4 separate regions of the Gossypium hirsutum genome follow, and regions 2, 3 and 4 are each linked to region 1. The links are chromatin contacts, called in public Hi-C maps. All regions are on one chromosome and are shown on one strand. Each heading gives the region's core, a stretch centred on a gene start, on an enhancer-like site or on the middle of the called end of the contact. The rest is flanking DNA. Distances are from core to core; before and after follow the strand shown.

Region 1 (6,323 bases), core at 2,418-4,917:
TTCGCTGTTTGCTGGTTTAGTGAAGTATGCCAGTGAAGTTTGCACTTATTTTGTAGTATCTAATACAAAAAGAGCTCTGCATTTATTTTGTTATTTGAGTAGCCAAAATTTGAAAAAAAAATTATTGTTACTTTACACAAATATTTCAAATAGTTTGCCAAGCACATATATAGAAGAAGCAATTAACTTCTTCATTTTGTTTCATTGATATGATTCCAACCTTAAGCATATGATTTCTAGATACAAATGTTATGGACCAATTTTTCCTTGTGCTGTACAATAAATATGATTAATAGCTTTAAACTAACATTTTATCATGTGAGATATTCCTTTGCTATTACAATAAATTAGAAGAGGTTTGAATATTCTCCAATTTTAGATTTGCAGTTGGAGGACTGTGAATTTCATGAAAATTTATTGATGAGTTGGGGGATTTTACATTTTAAAAAATTCATATTGTTGTGTGGCAGGTAAATTGCACGCTCTTTTTCAGATTTTGAAATGTCAAACCCAGCTTTTAGTCATTTGGGGTTGCTTAAAATCCTAGGTCTGGTCAAGATTAAGTTCATTACTTGGATACTATATTGAGTTAAAAAGATGACAATCACCAATCATATTTTTTCATCACATTCAAATCATTTTAATTCTGATTAATTTGTTCTTCTACCATGATTTACTGTCAAAATATTTGACCAATTAAATATTTCTTATTCAACCATTTAAAATGTTTCAAATTTTAATAATAATTACAAATTTCATAAGAATTTTTTATAAATAAAATTATAGTTACAAAATAACTCAAAGGTAAAAAATAACTAAAATTTAGTGAAATAATCAAAGTTTTTGTTATAACTGGTTTTTCAATTCTCATCGGTTGAACTTTTCATTTATAATTCAGCTGATTAATCTAGTTCAATAACATGCGTGCTCCGGCAAATTTCATTTAGAAATTTAATAATAAATTAAGATTTAATGCATATATATATATATGAAAATGAAATTAAAATAATTAAAATAGAAATGATAAATTAGTTAGTTGTTACACTTGAAATGTTCCAAATTTAAATTTTAGAAATGAGAGAAAAGGTATTTATATAAATTTTAAAATATTTTAAATTGATATAAATTTTGATTAATTAAAAACATTCTTTAATATTTTAATATTTAACATAGGAGAAAGATTTTAAGTATTTTCTTTATTCAGTTTATGGTTGCATTGCTTTTTTTCTATTTTTCTACCATTGTGAGATTTACTTTTATTTAGAGTAAAACTTAATTAAGTTTTGGGAGAATTATGGAGCCCATATTTGTAAGCCCAACTGAAATACTTGTAAAGGGGAATGAAGAATATATGTATCTTATCATTTATTTATTATATTTTTTATTGAAACAATGAATTAGATCCCTATAAAAGAAATATTCGATAGGCTCATTTGAATTGCCTCTCCATTTTAAGCTCTCCTTGATTGAATTTGTAAGTACGTCGTATTACTTACATGTTTTAATTTAATACAACATTTTTTTTTGAGATAAATCCATGTTTGATTTGAATTAAGGCATAATCTCTTACATATCTCATTGTGCAAGCGAGCACAATTGAGCAAATTGCTCAACTTAAAGCGGAGGCAGCATCGAGAGAAGCAAAGGCTCAAAGAAAATATGATGAACTCCAGCTATAAGTTCAAAATATGATAAAAATGTTTCAATAATCGCAGAATCTGGCATCTTACACTTTTGTTTTCTTATTGTGAGAATATCTTAACAATATAACTTTTGAATATAATATATTTTATTTCATTTATTAATTTAGATCATATACATATTTCTTCCGTGATTGTATCATTTAGATTTGAAGTTTTTGGTTGGATTTGATATTACAGGATACTATGTTGAAAAGTCAAGTTCTATCTGAATTAAAATGGTTTGGTAAAATCTACTAAAGTTCTTTAGCAGTGCTTTTACTAAAAACGCCGCTAAAGAACATGACCTATAACAGTGCTTTTTCCACAAATGCCTTTAAAGAACATGTTCTTTAGCGGCGTTTTATGAGAAGTGCCGTAAAGGTCATGTTCTATAGCGATATTTTCCCACATAAATACTGTAAAATTTAGCGGCGTTATATATAGCGATGTTTTTTTGCGGCGCTTATCAAAACGCCATAAATTGTTTTAGAGGCATTTATAAGCAAGATCAAAAAAGTGCCGCTAAAAACCTGTTTTGCTAGTGATTTTACCAATTAAAGTCACTTTTTTAACTAACTAATATTTATATACAACTTTGGGAAAATGTCTAATCCCCGACTTGCATGTTGCATGTTGCTGTACTCCTAAACTTGTTGGCAATAAATAAACCTTTCTTGAATATTTTTCTATTTCAGGTAATCCTCATGTTTTGTGATATTAGTAAAAAAATAAGCAACTTCTTGCAATAAATTTTTTATACAATATTGAGGGTGAGGGATAGAAGTAATAGATTTCGAACTTATGTCAAATAGATGCAATCAAACTTATACTTGTATTTTGCATTATCAATCAAGTGATAGATAAGTATGCATTATCAATCAAGTGATAGATAAGTATTAAGAGGGCCTTAAATTTTTTTGTTAGCAAACAATGTATTGTTTTATTATTGATGTATTAAAATTTGTGTTAAATTATAATACTTATACTAAACAGCGAAGTTAGAAATTTTTTGGAGGGCCATGATTGAATTACAATTTTTTTGAGATTTAAAATACAAATTTACTATTATATTAACTTATTATTTTACATTTTTTAAAAGGATTAAATCAAATTTTATAATTTTGAGGGGACAAAATGTATTTTTATCATAAATCGACATATAAAATTACATAATTTAAAGGAACCGAACACAAATTACCATTTTAGGGGAGACTAGGCCCCTATTGTCACCCCTACTTCTACCAAATATGACATAACAAATGTATTACAATATTAATATTCTTGCAAAATGAGGCATAAAAATCAATTTTTACATATAAGGATAAATTTCAAAATTATATATAAACTTTGATCCAAAGTGAAATTTGTTAATGAATTTTGATTTTGTGTAATCATATACATGAAGCTTTGATTGTGGACATAAAACTTTGATTTTGATTCAAATATATACATTTAAAAATTAAACAGATCAATTTATTTTCGTATTAGATAAATATAATTATTTGTGCATGTAATATGTAAATGTAAAATCGATCTATATTGATAATGGATGAGAAAATTAATGTTTGTTAACTTTGCTAATATGGTAATCCACGTGAATGTCACGTTAACAATTAATTGATTTTTATATTTTTAATAACTTTTAAATTTAAAAAAAATATATTTTTAAAATTTTTAAATTTTAAAAATTAAATCATTGCTAACACAGTATTCACATTACAATTCACATGAATTTCATGTCAACAAAGTTAACAAGCATTAACTTCTCTATCTATGTTAAGATAATTTAATAAATAATACAAATTTAAAAACTAAAAATAAAAAATTAAATAAAATTTGAAATATTTTTTATTTTAAATTAGAAGATGAAATAAATCATTATTCCCAAGAAACCGATTATACGTCCTCGATTTTTCTGCATAGTCCAAGCCATTCTTTGAAGAACCATGTGCATAGAAAAAGTATAAATACAAAGCATGGGTCACTTATGCATGTGAGTGGTCGAATCCATGCTAGGATATAAAGGTGAATAGAAGTGAAAGGGACGTACCTGGTGTAGGTTCGGCAGTGATTTTTGAAGATAGAAATTCTTGATTTGGACGATTAATTTGCATAGGAGTATGGTAAAAGGAACACCAAATTCTTGACTCAAATAATTATAGAAAAAACTATAAAGTTTTAAGCATCTTCGTTTATTTTTGGCTGCTATCGTAGACTTAATATATAAATTGAATAAATTATACATTTTTGACGACTTGATACTTAAAAAGAAAAAATTACAACCAAATACTTAAATTGTATTATAGATTACCTTAATTGATTATTGCCTGTACCAAAAGCTATTGTGGTATACATGATTGATCAATAACAACTAGTCATGTGTTATATCAAGCACTTTGCTAAATACATAAATACCATTGGTTTGATCCACGACAACCAGTCTTATTTTGATCATTGACCTTGTAATGTGTTATTAATGGATAAGTTATTTTAGATGCACTGTAACAGCCTAATTTTCAGTGGTATCGGGAATAGAGATTTGAGATCACCAAATCCGATGGGTGAGTTAAAAATTTAATAAATTAATACCTATGAGTTAAATGTGAATATAAAAGCATTTTTGAATTAGTGAATTTGGTGATTTAAAAGAATTAATTAGGTAAATTGGGTCGAGAATGAGGTATCGAGACCTCAACTTCATAAATCAAGCCATAAATATTTTTAGAAATATTTTTGGAGTGTTGGTGAGGTAGTATTAAAATTTAGTCAGAAAATTTTTACGTTTGGGTGGTTAATTAAATAAAAAGGACTAAATTGAAAAGGGTGTAAAAGTTACTAGAAGAATTAAATAGCTCAATTGTCAAATGAGGAATTTTGGGCGGCAATAGCTGAGAAAAATCAGGAAATGGATGAAATAAGGGCAAAATTGGAAAATTGTCAAAATTGGCTAAATAAAAATGGGACTAAATTGGAATATCTAGAATTCTCTTCATTTCTCTTCATATTCATCAGCTGAAAAACAACCATGGAGGAGGGTTCAAGCTGGTTTTCATACTCTAGCTTCATGTAAGTTTAATTCTTGCTTTCTCCTTGAAATTTTTATGTTTTTGTGATTTTTACAACTAGGTCCACTTGTTGAATTCATTAGTTTTTGATTCTATGAAAGAAATTGAAAGTTGTTATGAATATGTGCTAGAAGTATATGATGATTTGCCATGGAATTAGAGCTTTAAATTATTTATATGCTGATTTTATTGAAAGAATTGAATAGAAAGTGAATGTTTGGGACCTAATTGTAAAAGAGTTTGAAGTTAAAGTTTCATATGGAAATTATGAATTTAAATAGTTATGAAATAACTTATAATGTCTAGAAAAAGTGTTAATTGAGAAAATTATCTTAATTGAGGGGTTAATTGAGCAAGGACTGAATTGTATGAATTGTGAAATTTGGGGCAAAATGGAAATAAACATTTTGCACTAAAACTGTTTTAGACAGCAGCAGTAGTCTAACTTTGAAAAATCACTAAAAATTATAGAAATCGAGTTAGAGGATGAATAAAATATGAAATTAAAGCTTATTGAGTCTAGTTTCTTATAAAAGAAATTATGTAAGCAATGGAATTGTAAATCATCAGATACAATAACTTTTGTAAGACAAGGTCAGAATGATTTCGAGTTCCCCTGTTCTGACTTTGGAAAATCATAAAAAATTGGATAAAAATAATTAGGGGCTTAAATTTATATTTTTAGAATCCTGAATGAGTTTATTTCAAGAAAAACAAACTAGGACATCATTCAAATCCTGTACAAGAAGATAATTAGTTTTTAGTGAAGAAGAGTCGGAACTGTCAGACAGCAGAACAGGGGAGACTTCAATGAATAAACTGTATTAATTGGCCCAACCAAAAATTATGAAATTTTTATGGTAAGAAGGTATATGAGTCTAGTTTCAGCTAAAATTAGAGGATCTTAATTTGGAGTTCTGTAGCTCAAGATAAAAATAATTTAGTGATTATGACACAGATGGATAGCTTGAATATTCACATAAGTAGATAATGAAAATTATGGATAATGTTACTTACAAGTGTGTTGTTTATACTAAGGATGTGGATGGAGAGGAGGAGGAGGAAAAATATACATATATATGAATGACTCGTGTATAAATTGATCACATGCCCGGTTATAATCGATGAGTGTTGGATTAGAAATGATATAATGTTTTATTTGGAATATTTATTATGAAATTATGATTATCGTTATAATACAAAAATTGAACTTGTGAATTTATATGGCCAAATTTTAGTGATTATTTGTTAATTTTATGAATTTTATGATGAGTTATTTCATATGTATTGATGATAAAATCGTGAATAATGTAAAAGCATGAAAATTGAATAAATGATCAAATTGAGCATTTCAGTTCAGTGACAAGATGAATTGAAGGAAAAGACCATGGTTGGACCATGGAAACAAGTGATAAGTGATAGCTTCGGCTACACTTATCTGATCAAGGACAAATTAAAGTGATAAGTAATAACTTCGGCTACACTTATCTGATTAAGGACAAGTGAAAGTGATAAGTGATAGCTTCGGCTACACTTATTTGATCAATGACAAATGACAACTGAAAAGTGGTAGCTT
Region 2 (6,323 bases), core at 1,600-4,099, 460 kb before region 1:
ACATGGTTTTACACAAAGATTGCTAAAAATTGACAATTGACCACTGAAATATTCAATCACCAGAGTCTAATGGCTAGCTAAACCTAATTGTTTAGATTGAATAATTTGCAAATGATCTGTTCCTTTATTTCATGATCATAAAGTTGGAAAGTATTAATGTGTTGTCAATATCAGTCTATACAATGAGTAAAATTATATAAAATATAATTACCTCATCTGAAATTTTGGAACTAAGTATTTGTAAAGTAATTTGATTATAGGCTAAACCATCGATGTTAATGTATCATAATTTTGTTTCGTATTTTATGACAATTAAGAAGTTAGATTAAATTCATAATTAGACATTTGATAATACATTTTAAAGTTAGTGTTAAATACGAAAACTTGTTTATCATAATAGATTATGTATATGTCAGATAATGATTATAGTATATGTGTATAGCTTAATAAAAGTGTGATATCTTAAGTCAAATATATTCATGATTACAATCACTAATCGAGCTAGATATATTAAATCACATATCTCCCTTGCAGTGCATGAATTAAACCTGCATTTTCAATGAAATAAGTTGATCGGAACCCTCACGTTAACTCAAGAATAGATTAATATATATGTATATATTGGATAAAGTATCAGCAAAAATTTGAAGTGTATTATTGAAATGGACAAAGGAAAGATGTATGGTTTGTTGGCCTACTAGTTTTGGCCAATATGTCGGGCCATCGGGGGAAGCTAGATGCTCATTGCCACCATGCTTGCAAAGAGTTGAAGGTGTATAATTATCAACTCATTTCTTCTTTCCTTATTTTAAACCACTTTTTAATCACTACCCTAGCTAATCTTTGTAGCCCATTTTTCATACAATGCAACATGGGATAGCCCCATATTGTGCCCCAAAGCAAGTAGTTATCCAAACCCCAAAAGAATTTTATTTTTTTTAAAATGAATTCAATAATCAATTATATCAATCAAAATGAAACTATATATAGTACTTCATTGTAAAGTCAATGATTTTTTAACCTAATATTTAATTTACAGATTTAAAATCTGAGCTTTAGTATCTACAATATCTTTGTATATTCTTTTTTATACTGGTAAACAAAATGAATTACTTTTGTTATATATAAAAAATGAGCAAGGAAATTGAGAGTTTGGGGTAGAGAATGAAACTGCATTTGATTGGATCCCATAATTAAATGAATTTAGTTCATGGCATTCCTACATTAATTTATTCCATTGAAATTGGAGAGCATAATTGTCTAGATTACTTTTTAGGTCATGACAACAAAGTTTTGTATCTTATTGGATATAATAGTATATATTCATAATCCTAAACATTGTTTTTAAATAGAGGCGAATCTCAAGGGCGACAGGCCGCGCTTTGGCCGTCAAATATGATTTTTTTTTAATTTAGTCCTTTTATAAATAAATGAATTATAAATTAATATATAATATTTTTTTACTCTGGCCCTTTAAAAATGATAAAATTATAAATTAATACATAATAAATTTATATTTTAATTTATAAAAGTTATAATTAAATTTCTACCCTTGCTTTATTTATAGATTCACCCTTATTTTCAAATATATTCAGCTAATTATGAATCATGAAAAGACATATCATCACCTTAATATTTGCTACTAATTACTTTGTCTTTTTAATTATAAAAATTTTGATTGTCTTTTTGTGTGTGTTATTGCACATGGGAGCTGGTTAACCCCATGTGTGTTTTGGTACCATTTTAATGGTAATGAATTATAATTATGGATGCACTAAAGTGCTAAACCTAAGTAGGGATAATTAAAGAAAAAAGAAAAGGAATATTGATATAACTTTTTGGATGGGGACGAATGAAATAGTTCATTTTCTTCTGGATTTATCAAAACGAATAAAAAAGCCAAGAATCTGAATATAGTTATATTGTGGGCATGCATAATTGCATATAATTAGATTCAATCTCATATTATAGCGTATAAAAAATCAATAGGTATGATACTACCACTTCACCTATAACACCTTTTTTGGTTAAGGATTTTGAGCCCTTGGTAATTATTTTGATAATTAAAGGATTTGGTTTTTTTTCTTTTAACAATTTTATTATAGATTCTAATCGTATATGTTCTTTATACAATGTCTAAAACTATCCATAGTCCCTCCCAACCCATAAATAGGAGGATAATGCGCTTTAGCCAAAGGCGAATCTAGGGGCGGCTAAAATAGAATTTTTTTCCATTTTGACCCCTTAAAATTTTTAAAATTTTAAATTGGTAAAGGTAACATTACACTTTAGCCTCCCTTAAAAATGATAAAATTTTGATTTAATCCTTTAAAAATTATATTTTTACTATCGTAAAAATTACAATTTAATTCCCTCCTAAAAGAAATTTTTGGCTTCGCCTTTGGCTTTAGCGTACTCAAACTTATGTCCTCCTATACTGGCAACAATGCACATACCAATTGAATTAAGGGCCAATTTAACATTATTTCTCATAAGCACTTTTGGACCAAAAAGCACTTTTGAGCAAAAACTAAATTTTTCTACTTCTGTTTTTGGTTAAAAAAGTGCTTTTGCAAATTTTCTTTTTTTTGTCCAAGAAACACTTTTGAAAAGTTCAAAAGTATCTTATTTAACAATAATTTTATCTCAAAAATATTTTTTATTCTAAAAGTATTTCTGAAAAACAATACTAAACTGATCTTAAAACTCAATCCACACAACAATTAATACTTTATCTTTGTAAAAGGGATATAAAAGAATAAAAGTTGGAAGGGAATACAGCCCAATGGACCGAAATCATGTATGAAGGATCAATCTTCTTTAGAGGCCTTCAATCTGTCCATCAAAGGTTTTATTTTAATGGGCCTTCTTAATCTTCACCAACAAAATTCATGTGTTTTTGGTTTATGGTTAAACTACACAAGTAAGAAAAAGATTATGAATCTTATTAACATTTTAATTCTTCAAACTAAAAAAAAAAAACTCAAATAAGTTTCAAGTCATTTCCATCGTTGTTAGTGCAACAATTAGGAATATGTGAATTTGAGCATACTTAAACACGTATTCTTTTTATTTTTAAAAATCAAGAGGTTTATGGGTAATTATATTTTTGCAAGAATCGGTTTAAGGTAATTATATTATTGTTAAGCCATGTTTCATATATATATAGTATCAATGGTTAGTATTTGGTATGCTGATAATATAATTTTTTGTTAATTTCGCAAGTAGTCTTAAAATTTTATCTTATGTCTCCTTTTTAAAAATATTTATTGTTTTTAATATTATAATACACTCTTTATAAGACACTTATAAACCCTTTAACCCTGCATATGAAGTTTAAAAACTGCACTATCTGCCCTTGTATCAATTATATTATTGTATAATTATATGATTTTTTAAAAACAAACATATTAAAAAAATTATGATATGCCCCAAATTAAATTTTAATAATTAAACTAAAAATTGTTTGAATTTAAAGGAATAATTTAAGGAAAATATTTTCATTTAATAGGTTGAAGTCAATAAATTTTTAATTATGATAAAATATATTAATTTATGGAAATAACGAATAATTTTCATCGAAACAAATTAGTGTGTAGTACATCTTTTTTAGTTTCTAAAATTTTAACCCAGTTTTTCTACCTTGATACACAAAATTTTAGTTAAGGTAAAATTTTAATAGCTTCCAATAATTAAAATAAACCAATCATAGAAATATTGATAATAATATTTAAAGTAAGTCATACAAAGAGGTGTTCATAGGCCAGATCAGGTTAAATTCGGACAAGACTTAACTATGATATTAATATATTTTATGTTTGCCTAAGTCTGACTTAGCCCGAAATATGGGTTTAAAATTTTGTCCAGACATACTCATATATGCAAAAGACTAACTCAATCTCTTTTTAAAAACATATATTTTTCAGGTCTTGACAAAAAAGTTTAAATCACAACAAATTCCTTTTAATTTTTTGAAATTTGATTTCATACTTCTAAATCACTTTAAGTTGTTTGTTTATCAATTTAATCGATTCAGCCCGATCCTTCCTATTCATAGACAAATTAAGTCTAAATTGCTTGCCTAACATATATTGACACTCGATCTAAAGTTATCAGTTTTACCCCTTTCTCAAGTCTCTTTATTTTCATCATCAATCTCATAATTTTCTTATTTGATCCGACATTAAATTTCTTAATCGTTTGAATATACGCACCCAACCATAACACTTAGTTCACAATTTTGAGATCATGTAGCTCTTAAGCAAACTTGTGAAACACCATGGACATTGTTGAAGTCAAATTGAAAATATCGTATTCAATATGTTGAAATTTTATTCCATAAATAATTTAAAGTATTTTATTCAAAAATTCATATGCTACAACTATGAATTTGATAAATGGCAATGATTTGATCGTGACGACTTTTCAATGTTGACTTTTAACTATCTTTCCACATTAATGCTACCCTCTACTTTTCTATTTCCATTTTACAATAAGTACCCAAGCTTCCTTCTTCTTCCCATTTAAAAATTTACAAAACAAAAAAAAAATCTTACAAATGTAAAAAAAAAAAAAGGGTAAACGCTAGAAACCTACATATATGATGGAAACTATTGTTAGCAATCATCTATTTATAACCATGAATAATTGACATGGTAGTTAAAGATTTTACGTAAGGGATGTTAAAAATTTTGATTATGTAATTAAAATTATAATAAATTTGAACTGTTAAATATATTATATTTAATTTTTTATTTGATTAAATAAATATTTTTATAATAAAATGGATAATATATAAAAAATTTGAAATGTAAATTTTACTTAAATTATCCAAACTATATAATTACTTTTTTAAAATTTTCATGTTAAAATTAAAATTAGAATTTAAAGTATGTAATACTATTGATAATATAGAAATAAATATTTAAGTTAAATCAAATGGATAATTATCTAATTAATTTTCTTATTTAATTAAACATTTACCTAAATTTTAAAAATTCTGATTATCTAATTAAATTTTAAATAAAATTTAATTATTAAATATAATAATTATCCAAATTATTATATTTAATTTTATTATTTAATTAATTAATATTTTTATAATCAAATGGATAATATATAAAAATTTTGAAAATGTAATTTTTACTTACATTTTAATTTTACTTAAATTATCCAAATTACAACCAAATTTGATAATTAATTTTTAAAAATTTTGAAGTTAAAATAAATAAATATTTTTATAGAAAATTTCAAATCTTTATATATTTTTATCTATACTTTATTTAAGTATTTTTTTTAGTTGGTATTACATTTAACTGGTCACCAACTTAATTATAAAATTACATAGATAACCCTTCTTTTAAATTATAATTAATGTTATTATGATAGCACTTTTATCTTTTCAAACTTTTATATCATCTTTAAATAAAAATAATTAAAATAAAAATTACAATTTAAGGATAAAACATGTGTTTAATAATAAATAAATACAAGTTCATTACTACTCCACCTATATTCATTATAGAATAAATTTTGAAAGAAATTTTTTTTAATTCAATTATAAATTTATAGAAATACCTATTCTTTTAAATTATAATTAATATTTTTATGATATTTTTATCTTTTAAGACTTTTATAGTATCTTTTAAATAAAACAATTATAAATTTAATGATTGAGCATGTGTTCAATAATATCAAAATAAAAGTTTGGACCGCTTTACCTATAGTCAATGTTGAATAAATTTTAAAGTAAATTTTTTTTAACATACAATATTTAATGAATTAATTTTTCCGTATTTTCACCTTCATTGGAGTCACTTAACTCATAAAAAATTAAAATTTCATTTGAAGTTATTTCTTATTTTAATTTAAACTCATGTAGGTGAAAATAATTATGTAATAGAAATTATAAAATATTTAATATAAAAATCAAATATAAAGGTAAAATTGAGATAATAAATATTATAATATTTTGGGTTTAAAATTTATAATGTGTATGTAATTTTTTAGATTTTATATAAAAAATATAAATAAAAAAGTAAAATATTCTCAAAATAATGTTTGTTGTTTTACAAAAATAATAGGTTTTTGATAATTTCGCAACTGGATTAAGATTAAACTTGCTCATGAGACGGGCCACTCGTTCAGGCCTAATGGCATACCCAAAAAATGAGAGGGTTTGACAAAAATGCAAACTCGAAAAATGGGCTTGGGTAAAATTCGAGGCTCGTTTTCTATATGGGTCAGGCATTGGCAAGATTTATTTGGCTTGGCCCGAATATATTATGTTATAAAAAATAATTATATTAATTATATATTTATAT
Region 3 (6,323 bases), core at 2,672-5,171, 370 kb before region 1:
TTCTCTTCTCTTAAGGGCCTCCTTTGCTATAACATGAGCGTAGACATTCTCTGCCTTAGGGATAAAATGAAAGTCGATCTCCTGGAATCTATCTTTTTTGCTTTGTATGTCTCTGATAATTGCTCCAATGACAGATTTGTCTGTATCACTTCTTTGGCATTTCTTAATGATAGTTTTCGAATCTCCCACTACTTCTATTTTGTTTAACCCCATAGAAATCCCTAATTTTATTGCCTGTAATCCTGCATATGATTCTGCCGTGAACGAAGTAACTATCTCGGAGTGCATGACTGCCTTCGATTCGAGGATCTCCCCCTCCTCGTTCAGTACAAGCAAACCCGTAGTCGATCTGGACGATAGTCGGTCGAAGGTTGCGTCAAAATAAACTGTGATCTTTCCCCTTCTACATATCTGTTGAGTATTTTCAGCTGGTTGAAGAGTAAATCTTGTCTCCTCTATTGCATCCAGTTCTACCATATAGTTCCGAGTTTGTCTTGCTATTTCGATTCCTGTCATATGTCTTCTTTCATATAATAACTTATTTTTGCTGAACCAGATTAACCAAAGACCATAACAAAAGAGCCAGATCTGCTCATCTGTTCCTTTATCATAGACCCAGGTAAGCCATTGCCATATATTCAGATTATTATGGCTGAAAACCTATGCTAGTCTTAACTGATTCCAAACTTCAATTGTAAATGGACATTGTTGAAAAATATGAGTGGTCCTTATCTCCTTGGCGACATCTAGGACATTGGGCATCCACCACAACCCTCTTGAGCCTAAGGTTGACAAGAGACGGAATGAAGTTCCAAGATATTCTCCAAACTGTAATTTGAATTTTTGAGGGGATGTATAATTTCCACAGTTTTCTGTAGAAATTTTTAATTTCGGTCTGTAAAATAATAGTATTAGGATCCAAGCAAATTTCATGTAATAGTTTGTAGGCACTCCTAACGGAGAACTCCCCTGTCAACTCCCCTTTCCATACTTGAAAATCTTCGTGTGCTGTCTTCGCTAGCGGGATCTTCAGAGTTTTTTCCGCTACATCCATTTGGAAGGTATTCCTTATGACCTTTGTTTTCCAGCTTCTAGTGATGGCTTCGATTAAATTTGAAACTAACTTAATATTATCATTGTTGTCTTGGTTTGATATTCTATCTGATTCATTTCCTGATATCAATAAATCATCCCAAACAGATATTTGATCCCCTCTCTCAACCCTCTAGCATAATCCTTTCTCCAGAAGCCCTCTCGTAGCCCAAACACTTTTCTAGGTAAGCGAAGGTAAATTTCCTAATCGAGCTTTGTAGAAATTCGAATTGGGATAATATTTTGCCTTTAAAACGTAGGCTAATAATGAATTTGGGGATTTGATAAGACGCCACCCTGGTTTTGCTAAAAGCTCAACATTAAACTTCGCAAGATTTCGAAACCCAAGGCCACCATCTTCTTTTAATAAGCATAAATCTTTCCAAGCGCACCAATGAATACCTTTCCTATTGTGCTTCTTTTGCCACCGGTATTTAGCTATTATGCCCTCCAATTCAGCACATAGAGTTTTAGGAAGTTGAAAACAAGCCATCGTATAAGTTGGGATAGATTGGAGTATAGCTTTAATAAAAACTTCCTTTCCTTCTTGGGAGAGATATCTTATACTCCAATTGTCAATTCGTTGTTTAAATCTATCCTTCAAATTTTGAAATGATGACCTCTTTTTCCTTTCCACCATATTAGGGAGCCCTAGATATCTTTTTGGATCCGTTGACCTTCTTACTCTAAGTATGTTCGAAACTGCAACCCTTTCCCTTTCTTGTGTATTTGAACTGAAGAATACAATAGATTTATCATAATTAACACATTGACCTGAGCTCCTCTCATACTCATTCAAAACTTGTTTTAGTAACTGTGCCCCCCTTTCAGTAGCTTCGGCAAATAAGATACAGTCATCTGTAAAGAGTAAATGAGAGATGGTTGGCCCACTTTGACTAACTTTAACTCCTTTTATAATGTTTCTTGTTCTCGCCAGCTGCATTAGACTCGAAAGCCCTTCCCCACAAAGTAAAAACAAAAACATACTTAAAGGGTCCCCTTGTCTAAGACCTCTAGATGGAAGAAAATTTTCTCCTACATTTTCGTTGAAAACTACAGAATATGATACTATAGACACACAATTCATTAACGAACTAACCCATCTTGGGTCAAATCCCATTTTCGTCATTACTCATTCACAAAGCTCCATTCAACCTTATCATATGCCTTACTCATATCCAGTTTCACAGCCATAAACCTTTTTTTTCCTGGCCTTTTGTGCTTTAAAGTGTGCAGAACTTCATAAGCTATTTTTTCCTGGCCTTTTGTGCTTTAAAGTGTGCAGAACTTCATAAGCTAGTAATACGTTATCGAAAATCAGTCTTCCTAGAACAAAAGCACTTTGTGCTGAATCAATGCATTTATGAATCACTGTCCGAAGTCGATTAGCAATGACCTTAGCTATCAATTTATAAATCACATTGCATAAGCTAATTGGCCTAAATTGAGTAATACTGAAAGGGTTTAAAATTTTTGGGCTTAGCACAATATTTGTTTTGTTGATTGAATGTAATTCCATACTTTCATTTAATCTTTGAAGGCAAAAAGTGGATACATCCTCCCCAATGATCGGCCAACATTTTTTTATAGAATAAGGCTGGAAAACTATCCTCTCCAGGTGCTTTTGTAGGACCTATTTCTAGTAGAGCTTCTCTTATTTCCTCCTTGGTGTATCTTGTCTTTAATTTCTCATTATCTTCATAAAAAATGCATCTGTTAATTCCGGACAAGATTTTAGAGAAGTTATCTTGTCTTCCTACTGAAAATAATTTTAGAAAATACGATCTAGCAATTTCCTCCATCTCTTTAACCTCCTCTGTCTCTCTACCGTCTTCAAACTGCATCTTGTGAATAAAATTACACTTTTTTCTTTGGGTCGCCTGCTTATGAAAAAAAGCTGTATTTTTGTCTCCAAGTTTCAACCAATTTATTTAGGCCCTCTGCTCCTAATAGCATTCATCCTTTTCAATCTCAAAATTCAAATTAATCTTTGTATCAATAAGCTCTGCCAAATTTTCATCACTTCTATCGGATTCAAGTAACATTGCTAACTTTGATGTTAGGACCTCTGTTTTTATTTTTTTACACCGTCGAATCTGGTTTGCCCAACTCGTTAAATCTCTTTTGATATCATCCATCTTGCTCAAAATATCACCTCCGGCATTTTCCTAAATATGTCTAACTTCCTCAAAAAATGTTTCCTCCAAAACCCACCAGGCCTCAAACTTAAAGTTTTTTTGAATCAGCCTTCCAACTTTGTGCTTGTACTAATAAGAAGTGGACGATGGTCCGAGAATGAATAGGGGAGATGTTTAATTTGAGAATTTGGGAATAAAAAAATCTATTCTTCCGTAGCTACACCCCTATCCAACCTCTCTTGAATGTTCGTTTCTGGGAGGTTCCCTCTTTCCTAAGTAAACCAATTACCTAAATAACCCACATCCACCAAGCTACAATCTTCTAACGTCTTTCGAAAAGCTTCCATTCTTCTCTCATCTCTAGGGAGACCTCTTTTCTTCTCAAAGCCATATAAGATCTCATTAAAGTCCTTACAAACCAGCCATGGATACTCTTCGTTATTACTTAATCGTCTTAACAAATTCCATGAATCATCTCTATCATGTGTGTAAGGAGAACCATAGAAACCTGTAAATCTCCACTTCTTCTGATCACCTACATCCTCAATAATCACATCAATATGTCGATTAGAGAAACTTTGGAGCATTATATTAGCATCCCCTTGCCATGCTAAACTTAGTCCCCCTCTAGAACCAACCGAATCAACATCAATACCAAAATGAAACCTGCAACTCGGCTGAACTTTTTCCATCTGATACTTATTAATTTTTGTCTCCATAAAGAAGATCACTTAGGGATAATGTAACTTCAGCGTATCCCGAAGTCTTCGAACTATCCGTGGATTCCCCAAACCACGGACGTTCCAACTTAAGATTTTCATTACGATCAGTCGGCTTGCCTCTTGGCAGCTGCCGATAATAAATGAGTAACTTCAGGCATTCTCCTATTTCTTCTTCCCATGGTACTGCTTTCTTCAATGTCCCCTCTAGGCCTCTTTTTCCCCTCCTCGCCTATAATCACCTCATTCTCCAGATCATAATCCATTGCTGTTTTAATTTGACCACCCAATGTTTCGTCATTCTCTAGGCTTGAGTGAACCTTTTTTCCTTCCAGATTGAATCCTAAGATAGGGTCAATGTTTGTATCACAGCCAAAACTTCTAACATCTCCTTATCTACTGTTTCCTCTGGGATCTGCATTAAGACTGCTCACAACTCCTCCTTCCTCCCTTAACCAAACACTACTCATTGTTTGGGCTCTTTTTGTCTGTGCACGTAAAGTCAGATCCCAACCCATGTTAGCAATTTCTGCCCCTAGCTCCATCTTGGTTGCACAAAAAGAATCACTATGACCTAGACGGCCACAATAGAAACAAAAAAGGGCCAGTCTTTCATACTTGAATCTGACATAAAAACACTTGCCACTAAACATGATTTGTTTTTTCCTTTTTAGAGGGCGACGAATATCAATTTGAACCCGTATCTACATAAAATTTCTATTCTTTTTCTCGAAACTTGAGCCATCGTACTCCAGAAGATTTCTTATAAAATTTCCCAACTGTGTAACCAAATTTTCAGAATAGTAACCCACGGGAATGTCATGAACTTGTACCCAGAAGGGAGTTAAGGTTAAAGGGACTTTTAATGGATCCTCTTCCCTTTGCAACTTATGCAAAATTAAAAGATGATTATTAAACATCCAAGGGGATCCTTTTAAAACCTTTTCCATATCCATGATGTGATAAAATTGAAATAAATACCTTTTTTCACCCAGATCTCTAATTTGAACACCCTTAACAGGATTCCATAAATTAGCTATAGTGTTTTTCATTGTTGGAAAGTGAACAATACTGGCTGTAAGAAAACATCCAACCAGATTAAGAACTCCTCCTTCACTAACTGAATCTGGATCGACTTGTATCTGCAGAACTGCTTCTTCTTCTTCATCAAGTGTTAAATCGGCGAATTCTGATTCCATGGATGTAGTCAGAAAAACAAGAGGCGTTGAAAATTGATTTTTAAACTTAATAAGATTATGGAGATGGTAGCCGCCCAACAAAGGAGACTCAAAACACAAAAACCTAAAGGCTTGCTAGAGAGAGCAGACAGAGACGTGCTAGAGTAGCAGACTTGAAAATCCTAATTAAATAAAATTAATTTGCAAATAAATATGTTGATTAAAATATTTAAAAATAAATTAAGAATGTTATAATTAATAATATCATATTTTGTTTTTTTATATAATCTTATGTATCTTTATCCATTTTATAGTTTGAGTTTAGTCTTATTTGGGCTGGAATAATATTCAAATAAAACATTTTCAACAATGCCGACTCCAAAATTCGATTTGGATCTAAATTATAATTTTTTCTAATTAATATTATAATAAATTTTAGATTTAGTTAGTTATATTTAGAATTTATTAGTTAGTCCTAAAGTATTTTTCTAATTAATATTAGAGGAAATTATAGATTTTGTCACTTATATGTGCTTTAAAGTATGTTTTGGTCATTAAACTTTAAAAAGTTAGTTCTTAACGTTATCCAAAATTACAATATTGTTATTAATTTATTATATTTTGATCACTAAACCATTAATTACCAATGGGGTGTAACAACAAAATAACATTACGCATTATATTATAATCTTAAACAAAAATTTTAAGTCAAATTACATAACTAATTCTTATGCTTTTTCTTTTTAAGCAATTTAATTCTTGCCCTTTTATTTTCTTTTTCTTTTTGTTTTGCGTAGCTAAAAATGATTTAATGAATTGATGTTGATGAAAAACTACAATTAGAGAAATTATTAGATAGATCTTTCCTAACAAGTAATAACAATCCCTCCCAATAATTTTATGCTATATAAATCTCTTTCCACATTAGCTTTTTTTATTCTCACCCAAATTCATCATGTTTCTTTCTAACTTTTATTCTTTCCCCTTCCTTCATTAACTGGACTCATCACAGATGGAGTTTTTTCCCTATAGGTTGATCATATTACACTTTTTCTAGTAAAATTGAATTCCATCTAATTTTTTAACCACCTTCTTCACATCAACTATATTTGAATAACATACAAATCTCAACTTTAAAGCCCCTCTCAATCTTTTTTAGGGTTTGGCTAATACACTTTGGAGTTGAACTTTTTTTT
Region 4 (6,323 bases), core at 1,450-3,949, 280 kb before region 1:
TAAAATAAAAAAAAATTACTTAAATAATATGGATGAAAATCATTTATGAAAATACTGTACTTTGAATAATATTTAATAAGCCTGATATAATTTGAATAATCATTTCAAATAATTAAAAAAATATCATAAGTTAAAAATTTTGAAGTAGAGGAAAAAAGTGACGGTCTCTTGTCATTATTTTTAAGAATAATTTAATTACATAAAAAAATTCACATCTCTCCAAATCCCCATTTGAAATGGAATTAGGCTAAAAATAAATTTTAAAAAAAATTCTCAAATCGCCGATTTGGTGTCAGATTATTAGACTTGTAAAAATATATTAATATTATTGTACATTATTTTGGTAATTTTTTTTATTTTGTATTATTTTAATAAATTTTTTTAAGACATAATTATTGAGTTTACACTTTTTTAATCATGACTTAAATAATTTTCATGTTTAATGATTTTAAATATAGGTAAAATAATTGTTGGAAAATTTGAAATTTAATTCATGTATTTTTAATTTAAAAAATTTAATTTTTTTAATTTTTAAAATTTTAAATTAAAATATAATTGTTAATGAAAAAGTAATATGTTGTTCAAACACATTGTTCCGATATATGTTTGAACACGCTTTTGAATAAGACAATTTAGCAAAGCGAACAAGCAATTGGGGGAAGGAATGAAGTAGACATACAAATTTTGTTAACGCAATTTGGAAAATAATCCAATTTTGCAAAGCTTTGCTTAGTAAATGATTTATTCAAGAATCGATTTAGTAATTTTATTGATTAAAGTCCAATCTACTCTTACATAAGAAGTAATTGTAACCCTAATAGATAACCTTGATTCATTACAAGCACTCACCAAAATAACCTCACTTGCAATCAATATTAACTCTAAAAAAATGCTTATAAATCGAGTGCAAAATACAAGCAAAAGATACTAGCAAATACATAAGGAATGATGCACAAGTGTAACAACTCCAAAGTCAGTGATGTTGCAAGAGTCTATTCTAGTATTATATTAAATTTTGGTCTAGAAATTTTATTGAATTAATAGTTAATTAAGATATAAATACTAAATTGTAAAAATGATAAAAATTAATTGATATGGTTTTTAATGTCTTAAGGACTTATATAATAATTAAATAAGGTTTAAATTAACATATAGACCATTTTAAGTTCACAGCGATGTCACATCCTGAAATTAGGCCTAAAAATTTCAAGGGTAATTTAAGGATTTTGGCTTAAAATGAGTTTGGAAATTTTGAACTATGATAGACTGAAAATATATTAGACTATGGACTTTTGAAAATTAAATCAATTTATGAAAATACTGTAGAAAAGACTTCCAATTTAAAAAAGAGGACTGTTTTTGAAAAAAAAATTAACTTAAGAGTAGTTTTAAAGTAAATATACCAATTTTTAAGAGTAATTTTAATCACACTATTATTTCAAATGAAAATTTAAATACAACTAATCCTTAATACTTTTTTTAAGCAATTTAATTGTTACTCTTGAGAAATTATTAGGTAAACTTTACTATCAAGTAGGATACGGTCCCTCCTAATAACTTTATGCCATATAAGCCCTTTTTTTCACGTTAACTTTTTTAGTGTCACCCAAATCCATCCTGTTCCTTTCTACCTTCTATTCTTTTTCCCTTCCTCCATTAACTGGACTGATCACAAATGGAAAATTTTTCCTATAGGTTGATGACATTACACATTTCCAAATTAACGTTGAATAGGTTCTACTAAATTTTAATTCCATCTAATTTTTCAATCACCTTCTTCTTGTTAACTATATTTGAATAACATACAAATCCCAACTTTAAAGCATTTCTCAAATTTTTTAGGGTTTAGGGTCTGGTAGAGGACATATCCTAAAATAAAAATTAAATTCTTTTTATAAAATTTTAAATTAATAAAGGTAAAATTATACTTTAGCTCTCAAAAATGATAAAAAATTTTGAATTAATTCTTTAAAAATTATAAAGATATAAATTATTAAAATAATAAAATTACATTTTTACTATAATAAAAATATACAATTTAATTTCAAACTCCTAATTTTTTTTCTAAATTTTGCCCTGATATTAACCAATCTCTACAACAAAATAACTGTAACACACACAAAATAAGTACTTTATATAAAATTTTTTACTAAAAGTACCTTAATATTTAAAATACCTCTGCCATAGATGATGAAATTTCAAAAAAAAAAACCATGAACATAGACTTACCATAAAAAGGTAGTTTTAATTTTTTTTCAAACATTCATTAATCTGTATTTTTCTTTGTTAATAAGAAGTCCAAAAATCATATAATTTAAATAAATATATATAATCAGAAAAGTAACAAAACCAAATCAAAACTGAAAAGATGAGTGTAAGTTAAAACTTACCACTTATCTCCATTATCTTTACACAAATATATCTTGAAAGAGGAGAAAAACAAAATGTATTTCTTGGTTTTTCAATTAAAAAAAGAAATGGGTGTATTTATTCATATTTTCTAAAATATAAAATTAAATAAATAGGTCCGAAGATTAATAAATATCATGTAGAGATATAATAAAACATTAAAAAATATTAAAAAAAAACACATCAGTAGATTTTAAAACTCATATAAACTATTATTTCTTTATTTAATATGTAAATATATGAAGATGAAGTCGTATATACTAAAAAGGTAACGGGCTTAGCCCGGGACTTCAATGGACCCGCCCCAGGAGAAGCAGCAAGGAAAGTAAGTACACTGCTTGAACTTGATAAGATTATGACCCATTCAATGTTCCAACAAAGGGCCAGTTTGTTTCATTGATTTCATTTTCGGTAAAATGTTTTTATCTTTTTTCCAATGTTTGCAGAAGGCTAGCTGTTTTTCTGTAAAATGACTTGTCGAACTTGAAATCGGTAAGACATTTTACCCAATTCTTAACTCCTACCTTTCTTTCTCTCGTTTAATAATGCTCTCTTCCTCGTTCTTCTTCCTTCTTCAATTTTCTTTGAGAAATAAAAAACTCTCCGACTCCGAAGTTAGGCTTTGGAATGAGATTTATAATGAGAATTCCTTCACTTTCCAGCTTTTGTTTCTGTCCAGTATCTGAAAGCAAATTAAAGAAGAAGCCGAGCAAGGGAAAAGCTAAATCATCGCTTCCCCAACATCTGTGCCGTCGATTTTCACTCGACGAGATCAGATTTGCCACCAATAGCTTTGACTCCCAGTTGGTTCTTGGTAAAGGTGGCAGCGCAGTAGTATACAAAGGGTTTTTCGATGACGGGGCTTCGGTTTTCGCTGTCAAATACTTGCAGCTCGGATCCTCACGACATACAATACTTGAAGACTTTCGAAATGAGGTGCAGCTACTTTGCCAGCTGCGCCACCAACATATCGCTTCTCTGATTGGATTCTGCGATGAGGAAGACAAGATGATCACAGTGTACAATTATATGAGCCAGGGGACGCTCTTCGATCATCTCCATGGAACTGGTCATCACGATCCCCTCCCATGGAAGCAAAGGTTAGAGATTTGCATTGGGGTTGCTTGTGGATTACATTATCTTCATGCTGGAGCAAAGCGTGCAGTCATCCACCGTGACATCAAGACCAAAAACATTCTTTTAGATGACCAAATGGTTTCCAAGATTGCGGATTTCACCTTGTCTAAGATAGGCCCTTTTAGTTTATCAAACGCTCCCATCAGAATAGAGTTACCCCCTCTGGATGAAATTGAATTGCAAACAAGTCGAACGAGGCTGTTTGGTACTTTGGGTTATGTGGCTCCTGAGCTTTTCATGGATACTACTCTTGTGACAGAGAAATCAGACGTTTACTCATTTGGGGTTGTTTTGCTTGAAGTACTTTGCGGTAGAAAAGTATTAATGTTTGATGCAGGGGACCATAATCATCGTCATATAATTTCATGGGTCAATGAACACCTAAAGAATGGAACTATTTACCAAATGACGGATCCATATTTGGAAGGGAAAATAGCCCCGGGTTGCTTACAGAAATTCCTGGACATCGCATTAAGTTGCGTCCATGTTGGGGAACATAAACGACCTGCTCTTGGTGAAGTGGAGGTGACATTAGAGCTTGCTTTGAAGCTCCAAAACAAAGCAGACTCCGAAGTGAAGCGCCTCAATCCTCATGGAGAAGCTATGTATGAAGAAGTAGTTTTCCCTGCATCTGCCTTCAGTTTCTCTGATTATCAGGCTGATGTACTCTGGCCCCATGGAAGTTCTCGTGTCGAGGATACATTCAGCTGGAAATCTGAGGATATGTTGTCAGACATTGAAGAGCTGTGCAGATGACAGTGAAGATATGCAATCTGGGATGAATGTTTGGAGGGGTCAAACTAATTACGTATGGTTAAGCAGTTGAGGTGTTTCTTAACTTTCTTGACTACTGTCCATTGAAGATTTGACGCTTCACAAAGGGAAAGCTTCGTTAGGTAAGCAATAGAGACAGCAATTTGAATTTATTTTATTTGGATTTTTTTACTGGAATAATATTAAAAAAACACGAAAATAGGTTGTTGTTAAGATTAGGTACTAAAATGGTATATTTGGAAATGTGAAGGGTGTTGCATAGGCGGTACCACCCTCATTTTTTTGACACTTTACAGTAAAAGGAAATTATTTTAGTAGTGGAGGGTGTCAAATAGGCGGCACTAATTGTGCTTATCTGATAGGCGGTACACCTAGTATATTTTCTCCTCACTCCCCCATCCAACTTGTATCAGTTTAGAAAAAAGAATTAGCAGAACAAGAGAGGGAGAAGAGAAGAAAGAAAAGAAAAGAAAAGAAAATGTATTTTTTTATTGTTATTTTTAAATATAATAGATTATGATAAGAAAAAAAATGTTAGTATTATATAGTTTGTTTAGTGTTATTTTTATATTTTGTTTTAAAGTTATTTTGTTTATTATGATTTGTTAGTAAATTTTGTGTTTAGATTATTGAAAATGTTATCTTGTAAAAATTTTTAATATATTTGATATTGTTAGGAATGATAATAAATTTGATATTGTTAGAAATAGACTATCATCATTCATTAAATTTTTTATGTAAGTATTTTTATGCTGTTCGAAATTGTTTTGAGATTTTTTTGTTAAATTTTTAACAGATTGAGTATTGAAGATGGATAATCAGTTTTTCGTATGTATTTATTTCGATGGAATCATCTTGACAACAACAGTTGGATGTATATTTGAATGTCGGCGATAAATAGCAATGAGATTTAATAGAAATGTCTCGTTGGATGATATGAAGGGAAGTATTAACGCAAAAATTGTTAGACGTTGTGGGAGAAGGATTTCGAAACTTTTCTACAAGTTTCCAGTTTCGACAGATCCAATCAAATTCACTGAAATAAAACTTATAAATGACGAAGACGTGGAGACGATGATCGCTCTTTACTATGGGAATTGGAGTGACAAAAATGCACCAATTCACTTATTTGCTAAGTTAGCCGATATGAAGCAAAATGAAGATCTCACTGCATATGGTGAAGAATATGGAGCTCAAGAACCGTGCATGGTGGCTCCAATATCATACGTTGATAGTGAATCGACTATACGCGGGATCGATATCAATCTTAATGTTACACCCAATATTGATGTGGTTGGTGATGATGGATACGATAGTAGTGATCCTTGTGATCAAGAGGTCGATAGTGATAGTGATCCTAATGTGGACAAGGTCCCTGATGATATTGACGACAAAGACGTGAATGACGATGAAGACGTGAATGGCGATGGAAACATTAACGCGTCTTCAGTTGAGAACTAGATTCGACGTATTGTGATATACAATAATCTTGGGCCACATATATCGCTCATAGACCCCTATACGACTCATGTAGCTGAGTTCCTGGAGTACCTTGAAATACTTCTTACTCACTGGCTAGCCGTAAATTTCGATCTTGAGGAGTTATTCGTAGGCCAGAGATTCGAAAGTAAGGAAGAGTGCATATTTGCTATTAAGTGGTATAGCATGAATATATTAATGGATTACAAAGTCACAGTGTCTAAACTGACATTCTATATTGGGGAGTGTTGGAAGTCAGCGGAAGGCTGCAATTGGCGGGTACGAGCTACATTTATTCAAAATTCATAGATGTGGGAGATACGAAAATTTGTTGGGCCTCACACATGCACATCAACACGTATGACAGAAGATCATCGAAAACTTTATTCCAAAACTATCTATACGTGTTTCATACCAATGGTGAAGGACATGCAGACCATTAAAGTTTCGGTACTGATTGCTAAAATATAGGCAGGATTCCAGTATCGAGTATCATATCGAAAGGCGTGGATAACTAAACAGAT

Evidence for each region. Hi-C and Micro-C count contacts between places; a contact is called where the count stands out from the background.
Region 2: a Hi-C map of leaf shows a contact between it and region 1, with 5 times the contacts expected there. The contact joins two enhancer-like sites. A contact is called at or near these places in 3 of 34 Hi-C or Micro-C datasets (all in leaf).
Region 3: a Hi-C map of leaf shows a contact between it and region 1, with 2.6 times the contacts expected there. The contact joins the promoter of LOC107952415 here to the enhancer-like site in region 1. A contact is called at or near these places in 6 of 34 Hi-C or Micro-C datasets (callus, hypocotyl and leaf).
Region 4: a contact with region 1 is called in a Hi-C map of leaf, with 2.2 times the contacts expected there. The contact joins the promoter of LOC107955685 here to the enhancer-like site in region 1. A contact is called at or near these places in 6 of 34 Hi-C or Micro-C datasets (hypocotyl and leaf).

What each region holds. Positions count from the first base shown.
Region 1 is chrA07:83,789,379-83,795,701 of Gossypium_hirsutum_v2.1, forward strand. LOC107955690 (a long non-coding RNA gene) reads left to right here. Exons shown (of 3, transcript XR_001700070.2): 3 at 1-317. Among protein-coding and RNA genes, the nearest start is that of LOC107955690, 4.3 kb to the left of the region's middle. Within about 2 kb of position 3,668, at least 1 of the 9 cell types and tissues checked has an H3K27ac peak or open chromatin away from gene starts, as enhancers often do. A contact at or near this core is called in leaf, where this site is marked.
Region 2 is chrA07:83,328,507-83,334,829 of Gossypium_hirsutum_v2.1, forward strand. No RefSeq gene overlaps it. Among protein-coding and RNA genes, the nearest start is that of LOC107951886, 11 kb to the right of the region's middle. Within about 2 kb of position 2,850, at least 1 of the 9 cell types and tissues checked has an H3K27ac peak or open chromatin away from gene starts, as enhancers often do. A contact at or near this core is called in leaf, where this site is marked.
Region 3 is chrA07:83,415,789-83,422,111 of Gossypium_hirsutum_v2.1, forward strand. It overlaps LOC107952415, which reads right to left and starts at 3,922. Exons shown (of 2, transcript XM_016887671.2): 1 at 3,520-3,922; 2 at 1,274-2,145. The coding sequence starts at 3,922. The coding sequence ends at 1,274. LOC107952414 reads right to left here and starts at 516. Exons shown (of 1, transcript XM_016887670.1): 1 at 1-516. The coding sequence starts at 516.
Region 4 is chrA07:83,507,249-83,513,571 of Gossypium_hirsutum_v2.1, forward strand. It overlaps LOC107955685 (putative receptor-like protein kinase At5g39000), which reads left to right and starts at 2,700. Exons shown (of 2, transcript XM_016891489.2): 1 at 2,700-4,442; 2 at 5,117-6,323. The coding sequence starts at 3,037. The coding sequence ends at 4,302.